Linked DNA regions of Rattus norvegicus: region 2 is linked to region 1. Evidence: chromatin contacts called from public Hi-C data. All regions are on one chromosome and are shown on one strand. Each heading gives the region's core, a stretch centred on a gene start, on an enhancer-like site or on the middle of the called end of the contact. The rest is flanking DNA. Distances are from core to core; before and after follow the strand shown. Region 1 overlaps Arid1b (AT-rich interaction domain 1B). Region 2 has its middle 26 kb from the start of Ldhal6b.

Evidence for each region. A called contact is a pair of places that touch in the nucleus more often than the background predicts.
Region 2: a Hi-C map of Schwann cells shows a contact between it and region 1, with 10 times the contacts expected there. The contact joins two enhancer-like sites. A contact is called at or near these places in 7 of 12 Hi-C or Micro-C datasets (Schwann cells, frontal cortex, hepatocytes and 4 more).

Annotation. Positions count from the first base shown.
Region 1 is chr1:48,239,351-48,244,133 of GRCr8, forward strand. The region is part of intron 5 of Arid1b (AT-rich interaction domain 1B); the gene reads left to right. Among named protein-coding and RNA genes, the nearest start is that of Ldhal6b, 160 kb to the right of the region's middle. Within about 2 kb of position 1,866, at least 5 of the 93 cell types and tissues checked have an H3K27ac peak or open chromatin away from gene starts, as enhancers often do.
Region 2 is chr1:48,376,180-48,380,962 of GRCr8, forward strand. No RefSeq gene overlaps it. Among named protein-coding and RNA genes, the nearest start is that of Ldhal6b, 26 kb to the right of the region's middle. Within about 2 kb of position 2,147, at least 9 of the 93 cell types and tissues checked have an H3K27ac peak or open chromatin away from gene starts, as enhancers often do.

The sequences.
Region 1 (4,783 bases), core at 616-3,115:
CGGTGAAGGTGCTTTACAGCCAAGCCTAGTGACCTGAGGTCAATCCCCCTGACCCACACGGCATAGGCACAGAACTGACTCCTCCCAGGTTGTCCTCTGAAACCCAGGCACACAAGAAGATAGATAGATAGATAGATAGATAGATAGATAGATAGATAGATAGATAGATGGATGGATGGATGGATGGATGGATGGATGGATGGATGGATGGATGGATGGATGTGTGTATAGATACATACATATACATACATCCATGCATACATGTGGAGGGAGAGGAGAGAGAGATTCCCAGGTCTGTGGCAGGAGGCTGGGTTGGAGGGAGTGTGCAGTACACTGGCCGCTGTGCATTACCCACTAGCCCTTCCCTCCCTCACTGTAACATCTGTGTCAATGTGGAAAATAAGGGAATCTGGAGGATGGGTGCTGATGGCAGGTTACTGTGTTCCTGTTAGACGGCTTTGGGCAAAAGAAAATGCAGAAGGGGAGAGAAGTGGAGTAAGACGGCTCAGCAGGTAAAGACTGCCAGGCGATGCCCTGAGTCCAATCCCACATGATGAGAAGAGAGCCCATCCCCGAAAGCTGGAGCATGTGTTTATGCACACACACATGTAGGGAGGGAGAGGGCAGTGTCCAGAGAAAGGTGTGTAAGTTTGAAGATAAACTTGGAGTAGTTGGGTTTGAATGTCTAAAGCATTTCAACAGAATACCCACATAGCAAACCCTTATACTCTTAATGATAGTCTACTAGGAAATCAAGACATCAGTAAATCTGAAGGATTGCAAATCACAATCCCTGGTCAGTCTTGTTGGCTAGTCACCTCAGTGACCATGAGCTGCTTAGTGACAAAGGCTTGAATCTGTGGACAGATCCGTGGGCTGGTGAGGTGCTCGGTGGGTGAAGGCCCTGCTGCTAGGCTGGCTGCCTGAGCTGATCACTGGGCAGAGCGCCAACCCTACAGGCTGTCCTTCCACTTCATCCATGAGTCATGGGGAGGGGAAGTATGTACACACATTCACACATTCACTCTTACACACATTCACACACTCACACATTCACTCTCACATTGACACATATGCATGCACACGCTCGCACACACACACACACACACACACACACGCTTGCACACACGCACACACATGCACGCACCCAGAGGAGCTGTAGTTCAGTTCTTGATCTTATCTGCTATAGTAGCGGAGGAGACTGGAGCCCAGGAACGTTTAGCAGAGTCACTGTGGCACCCCGCTCACTCACTGTGTTTCTCTTCTGTCCTCCCAACAACACTGTCTGTATGACCTGTGCAATCATAGCTCACCCAGAAAGTTGTTTATTCTCTTTTGTTTGTTCTAAGAGCCAGGGAAATCATTTTGCTCTTAGACCTGCACACGCTATAACTGCTGCAGAGGGCAGTGAGTCTGCCACAAGCCTGGCCAAATTATTGTGTGGTTTCTCCTGGAAAAAGGGAGGAAGTGTCGATTAACGAGAGAGGCCACCAACAACAGACCAAAGAAACGTGTCCACCAGGTGTACCTTAGTGAGCTAGAGAGCTTGTTGTTACTTAGGAGCGTATAAGTCAACCTATAGGTGACTCACAGGCAGCCTCATCCCTGAAGAGCTTGCCCTAGCATGTGTGATGGTTTAAGAAGACAGAGTCCCTGGAGCTTTGTGTACAACTTGCCAGCATCTCCACAGGACAGCACCCCCCAATCCTTCCCCACACCCTGAATTCCTTTCTGGTTTAACAACAGGAAGGGGCCTTGTAAGTCTCGGGACCTCTAGAGACTGGGAGGCACATTAGTGTCTGAGACCTGGCACGTGTGTCCTCTTTCCAGCCCCAAGGCATGCTCCAGCGTGCTTCTGCAAGCCTTGCTGTTGGCGTGAGAGGTGTATCAGGTGGCCTGTTGCTGCTGCTCTCACAAAACACTCCCTCATGTTTACTGGCCTTCCAGAGCAGCTGTCCTGCATGCTTTCTTACTTATAGAATTGTTTATAAGGGGACAGTGCCTGTGGGATGATTCCAGGGCATTACACAGTATTGTAAATAAAATTCTATTTTTGCCATTTCATGTATCATCAGTGGCTGCTTTTAAACTACTCACAATCACTGAGTTAAGTAGTTGTGGCAGAGAACATATGGTCTCAAAGCCTAAAATATTTACTATCTGCCAGTTTATTAAGAAAAAGAAAGAGGTTGTCTAATTCTGACTTAGAATAACAAGATAAAATTACATGATTACTGTTAACTCATACAAAAATCTAATTAGCTATTAGTCTAAGTTTGCTTTCTGGAATAAGCAGTCATTTATTCGTTTGTCAACAAATATATATTGAACGCTTACTGAATATGTCTGGTTCTAGAGACCAGAGTCTCAAGTAGCAAAGAGTGAAGCACACAGAGGTCCCTGTTCTTGTGGGATTCACACTATAACGAGACATACCATGCAGTAAACATAGAAGGAAATTGAAAACATGAGTGTTAATCCCAGTGTTCATCCGTGGGAAGTGTGCAGTTCTGGAGGATCAGGGCCAGCCGCCCCACCCACACCTTGCTGTTACATATGCTAAGCTCTGTATTAGTTCCTTTTCTTGGTGCTGGGACAAAGAGTTCACAAAAGCAATGCAATGGCCCACAGTCTGGGTGTGCTCTGCCCTGGCTGGACGACACAGTGGCTGGAGCATGAACAGGTGTTCACATCACCTCCACAGCCAGGAAGCAGAGAGGTGAATGCTTGACTCATCTCTCCCAGCCTTTCTTACCCAGCCCTGGACTCCAGCCCCCTAAATAATGCCACCCACTTAGGGTGGCTCTTCCCACCTCGATTCATCTGATTTAGAAAATCCCTCACAGACATGCCTGGGGGTGGGTTTCCATAATGATCTAAATGAACCATAGTAACATCACAGGCACATACAAAGGACATTTATTAGATGTGTATCAATTTGCCAAATCATATAGATTAGCCAGTTTTCTCTACATTCTGTATAAAGTCACAATATCTCGTTTATTCTACTAAAAAATACTTATAATGGCTGACTTGATCCAGTTTTACCTATTTCTAATTAGAAGAATCATCCTCAAAACCTAGTTAATGTAGATTTATAAGGAAGCATGGCACCAGAATCTAGTTATATGTTAGAAAACGTATTAAGACACCATAACCCAGTGGCATTTATCCCAGAAAGTCTAGAATGATTCAGTAGGAGCACTTCTATTATTATCATAGACTATGAAAATAAATGTAAGTGGACATAATCTTTAACAGAAATCTAATCCCTAGACACGATTTGAGGACGAAGGAGATGGCATTGTCAGCATACTTAAGTGCAAAGATCCTGGGGATGGTTGTGTCATAGATAAAGCTGAATGTGTCGATCCTAGGTGGTTGTGTCGTGGATGGGCTGAAGTGTGTCGATCCTAGGTATGGTTGTGTTATAGATCATCTCCCAAGGCATTTCTATTTAGGATACAAATAAAGCAAGGATAACCACTTGCATTAATACCAATAATGTATTATTGGTAGCAACCATATAAATTAGAGAATTCAATAAAAGGCATGAGAAAAAGTATGAAAAAGTCAAGCTATCCCCCAGTGCAAGTAAGATGGTGTCACACCCCCAAGGACTGGAGTGTACAGACACCCTGAGTAGGAGACAGTGGCTGTGTGCACATCTTCATCTTTCACTCTTTACACTATAGGAGCATCCCCCAAAGCCTCAGGAAGTGCTGCCAAAATGCTGTACAGAGCACCTAAAATGGAATAGCAACACTAATAAATTGTTCTCTGTATATAATTTAAAACAAGTTAATTGATTTAGATACAAATTTCGATTTGTTACTGTTGGAGAAGTTATAAGTAAGAGGCCTTAAGTGTGCTCTAATTGGGACTGGAATTGGAGATACTTCTATAAACTCATCTTTATACATATAAATATCAGCTTATAGGGTCATGTAACCCATGGGCTAGATATGCCTCTGCCCACTGGGAGAGCGAGAGGCATTTGTGTACCATTAACAGTGAGCCACCCTGACACCCACAGCTCAATCTTAGAGCACTGTCCTCCAGGGACAAGAACCAGGACTTCTAAATGAGCTGACGGATCCCAGGACTTGTGTAAAACTAGCACAAGATGATCCTACAGCCTCTGGTCATCCTAAAAGTAAGGACACACTCAAAGAGAAGAGGAAGGCTGTCAGTGGAACACAGGATCCAACTGGAAGGAGTTTCCACTGGGCATGACTGAAATGGCTTGAACTAACAATGATAATTTTGGTGGATTTTTACCCCCGAAGAGCAAGCGTCTATGAATTTTCTCCTGTCCCATGACAGATTGCCCCAGACTTAGCAAATGAATATAGGCATGGTGTTTTGGCCAGAAGTACAGCCTGGCTTAATTGAGTCCCTTGCTTAGGGTCTCTGAAGGCTGGGAGTTCTGTCTGTGTTCTCATCTAAAAGCTCAAGCAGGGAGAATGTGTCCAGTTTCTTTCCAGTTGTAGCAGAAATCACTTCACTTTGTGGAAATGGTAGCTTTCTATGACTCTGAAAAGTCCAACATGAATTAATAGGAGAAAAAAATTGGTGTTATACCTGGATTTGGGAGGTTTAGATCTGTTAAGACCTAAGGCAGGCATTAACACATAATGGGAGCATGCCTGTAGTGGGAGTGAAGGGAAAAGAGACTGAATTCCCCAAAGTTGGCTAGTCTGTAGCTGACTTGGCGAGCCGGGTGTGCACAAGCGAGAGACTATGCCTCAGGGTGTAGGTGGAGAGAATCAAGGAAGACACC
Region 2 (4,783 bases), core at 897-3,396, 140 kb after region 1:
CAGTCCCCAGCTCCGAAAAAAAGAAAAAAAAAATTCACATTCCGGGCCTGCTTAGTTCAAGGTCATGGAGCACGTGTTAGAACGGTTAACGGGAACATTCGGGCATGCTCAGATGCGTCATAATGATGGTAACAAGAACAACTGAGTACGCTCAGCCTTCATTATAACATTTTAGGCGGGAAAAATAGAAAGGACATTTGGAAGCTGCGTTCACATAGTGTTTGCCTTTACAGATGCTTGCCTCAGTGGGCAACACCTCCATCAAGATGCTACTCGGGAAAGGCTACACAAGATGCTGCACAAGCTCTCCACAGGAGGAGGACCTGGCACTGTCCACCCTGTGGCCCAAGTCACTATCAGCAGCCAACCCAGCTATGATTGTCTCCACCCTTGCCAGGGCTCCTCCTCAGTCCCACCAGAGCCAAGGCTTGCACGGTGGTGACTGGGGATGGCATCTGTCTTAGGGTTTCTGTTCCTGCACAAACATCAGGACCAAGAAGCAAGTTGGGGAGGAAAGGGTTTATTCAGCTTACACATTTGCATTGCTGTTCATCACCAAAGGAAGTCAGGACTGGAACTCAAGTAGGCCAGGAAGCAGGAGCTGATGCAGAGGCCATGGAGGGACGTTACTTACTGGCTTGCTTCCCCTGGCTTGCTCGACTTGCTCTCTTATAGAACCCAGGACCACCAGCCCAGGGATGGCACCACCCACAATGGGCTGGGTCCTCGCACCTTGATCACTAGTTGAGAAAATGCCTTACAACTAACTGGGTCTCATGGAGGCATTTCCTCAACTGAGGCTCCTTTCTCGGTGATAACTCCAGCTCATAAGGTAGGGATGGCAAAGTCCCTCAGGATGGCAGGACTTTTCAAAACTAGGTGACAGGATTCTGGGCAGTGAAGTCTGTACATGAGGTTCCACAGGGTACAGGTCCCGCTTAGCAGGCTTTCGTAGCTCCTGCTGGCCTCTGCTTTGAGACTTGATAAACCATTAATGGTGTCATTTCTCCAGTAGGCCATTAGGCCAATGGCTGACTACTGCCCATGGGAAATAATGGTAATAAAAGTGATTATTGTGATCATTTGCATCATGCCAAGACAAACCAAGCACAGTAAATCCTTAATGTTTAAATATTCACAGTAACCCTGTGAGGCAGGTTCATCCCTGATGGGCAAGAGCTTTGGTTTCAGAAAGGCTATGTCAGTCTTACAGCTGCGGGGTCCGGGGTGGACGACACAGGGCTAAGGCTAAGAGGAGGAAGAGAAGGAAGGGCTGGGATTGTAACCTGGCTGCAGACCCCACAGCCTTCTTTAGTTTGTTACAATGTAGCTTTGTAATACATTCTTGTAACCTACAGCAGTCTCCCTGATACAAAGTAAACATCACATTACTGAGGAGACCCATGTGACACAACTAGGTTTATAAGGAAGCCATGATCCTCTGAAGGGTGGAGCTGTCCCCTATGTGCCCTGAAGAGAAGCCTTTTCTGAGATCTGGGCTCCTTACACTGTGCAAGAAGGAGTCCTCTTGTCTGGAAATCACACCATGGAGGACAGAAACCCTCTGAGAGCTGATGAGGCCAAAAACCAACTGAGGCTCTGTGACCATCGCTCAGGTCCCTAGGCAAAGCGCGCAGGGTCTCCATGGTGTTTGAGATTAGTTCTAGCTCAGCTCCAACTGCAGGTGATTCGATCCCGGAGGGTGGGGGGGGTGGGGGGGTGGGGGGGTGGGGGGGAGGGGGGAGGGGGGATTGCTGCTGCTGTTGCTGCTGCTGCTGCTGCCGCTGCTGTGTTCATTGGTCTGGTCACCTAGCTCTCATTGCTGTAGGGAAAGAATATGCAATAGCATCTAAGCAGAGCAAACATCAAACATTCAAAAGAGATCAGAGAGACTCAGGAGAGAGAAGAACAGGACCCAGAGGAGGAGATAAATTTAGAATGCACGGATGCAAGCCAGGGGGCTGCTGAGGGGACCGGGAGGGAGCCAGTCTGTCCACATCGGGGTGAGGACCCCTGGCCTCTCTGGCTCCTGTCCCCAGCCTGGCAACGGTGCCTTTCCAGGCCAGAATCTTGTTTTCTGTTCTCCAAGGCTCCTCCCTCCTGCTCTCGTTTCCCTTGCCCTTCTCTGAGTTTATTTTTAGCTGTCTCCTTTCTGAAGCTGCAGGACCACAGAGAGCCCCACTCCTGTCCTCCCTCATCCTCACCTTGCCTCCCTACACAAGGCTGAACTCAGCCTTCCCTGGCTAGCTCCCCACCCCCACCCCGCTGGCCACCAGGTTGCTGTGGAGAGACCCCAGTGCCTGGGAGCAGCCAGAGTCAGAGTTTTCTCCTTTAGAGCTCAGGGACTGCTCCGACCTTCCTAATTACCCCTGGCTCATTTCTAATCAGCTTTTCCATTATCTTGCACCAGAGCCCTCCCAGAATCACATTAATTGCCTATAACTACAGTTGGCTGGTTCTTTTTTTTTTTTTTTTTTTTTTTAAACAGAAGATCCAAATGGTTTAACCCTATTTTTATTTTAAGACTTTGGGAGTTTAGTAAATTTCAGAGATATTAAAGACAAAGTGTCTGCATACATACTGACCCAAGTCCATACACACACACACACACACACACACACACACACACACACACACACACACATACACACACACCATATGCCAGCAGTACTGACCTTTTTGTGGAGAAAATGGGAAAAGAAGGGACATGATCAGAGGGTCTGGTATGGATGCAGCATGGACATCATTCCTCCTACCACCAACGTCACCACCACAACGTGAAAACCCTTTGAGAGGGCAACAGACCCGGAAAGGCCAGTGAGTGACGCTATGAAAGTAAAGCCTGGGCCCTAGTGGAGCCCCCCAAGATGTTGGAGATGCAAGAGACATGGGACATCTACCTCAGAGAGCTGCATATATGGAATGGAACTAGGCCAAGAGAGATGTGTGCTATGGATAGCAAAACCATGAGGGTGGAGACTTTGAAGCACTTTGAAGTCCCAGAACTAGGTGACTTGCTTTTTGACACTGCAGGGGGTTATGGTTGAGGGACTGTCCTGAGCCTTGGAAGAGACTATACAGTTGGGTTTTAAAACCACATTGTGACTGTGAACGACTATGAAGACTTGTGGAGTTAAAGTAAAAACATTTTATATCACGATTCAGCTACAAGATTATGGGGCCAAGGAGCAGAGGCTGGTGGCTTAACTGAGAAATGTCCCCTTTGGGCTCAAGGTTGATGGAGCTGTTTTGGGGTGGGGGGAGGAGTGGTGCAACCAACCTTGCTGAGGAAGTGATGTCACTGGGGGCGGGGCTTTGAGAGTTTATAACCTTACCCCTTCCAGTTCTCTCTCTCTCCTTCATGCTTGATGTTGTTGCATGGTTTCTCAGGTTTCTGTCCTCTCTGCCACACTGCTACTTGGTGCCATCCCTCCCTCCCATCGTGATGGGCTCCTCCTCCCCGGAAACATAAGCCCATAATGAGCTCCTTTTCTTTAAGTCATTTGGATTCATGATATTTTATCACAGCAATGGAAAGGTAATGGGGTCTCTCTAGTCCAGGCTGCCTCCAAACTCAAGATTCTGGAGTGCTCAAATTACATCCATCAACCTTTTCTGACAACCTGTCCTCTCTTCCCACCCTCCAGGACCTCAGGTAGACAAGGCCAAGGATAACCTCGAACTCTTGCCTCTCCTATATCTACCTCCTGAGGGTTGCAGTTCTGGGTTGTGTCATCGTGCCCAGTTTCGTGCTGTGGCTAGAGACGGAGCCCCAAGGCCTCGTGTGTGATTGCCATTCACTCTAACTAGGCCTCCTGCTACCCCTATGAACATTTCCTGGAACAGACTTGTCCTGAGCCTCAAACATGTGTATCCGGGACCAAGGTTCTCAGATTCCGCAGTAGGGAGAACCTCCGCAGTAGTATTTGAGCATCTCAACGGAAGAAGCACTAGAGTTTGAAGGCAGCGTGACTTTGCAGGGGTTTGTAAGTGATTCAAACTGGTAGCAGGATCCAAGACCTTGTGGGGCAGCCTGCTCCCAGAGTGAGGGAATCCTAGTTATGGTGGCTTCCTTCCTTCCCTAGAACCTGCTCTGCTGGTCCTGTGGCTTCGGGAAAGATACCTGAAGCCCAGGTGCCTTCAGGTGGGTGAGCTGCTCTCTTGCCAGGGTGTTGAGAGCTGGAGATAATGTGTGTGAAAGTGCCCCAGGCACACAGCAGAAGCTATTACTTGTAATTTACTAATGAAGAAACTGAGGCACAGAGGCCAGGCATGAACCCAGTCTGGCCTCCTACCTGGGAAAGAAGATGGTTGCAAAAGAAAACACCCAAGGTTCCTTTGAGCTCTGAAAGTGTCTGCCGAGGTAAGGAAGGTTTGTCCGTGCTGTGCTATGAAGATCACCGGGAAGGACAGAGTCCTGGGACAAGGTACATCTTCCTCCAGCACCTTAGGAACTGGCCTGAATAAAGAGGATGAAACAAGGAGTCCCAGTGACCATTACCCCAACACCCACACGCTGCCTGGCAGACCTGCCTTGCAACCTCTTGCCTGTCTTCATCACCAACGCTGTGTCCTGGGCCAAGGGACAAGCCTAGGAGTTCTGGGTCAAGGCCACTGTTACCTGACAGTACTTCATTAGATCAAGGTTTAGGGTCTCTTGGGCCCAAGGGGTGTCTAGGAATGGCTGGAATAATATCTATCTGAGACTGTCACCATTTGGAGTAGCTAATTCTCTTTTGGGGGGCGTGGGTTCTGTTCTATCCACCAGGAGCCGTAGCATTTC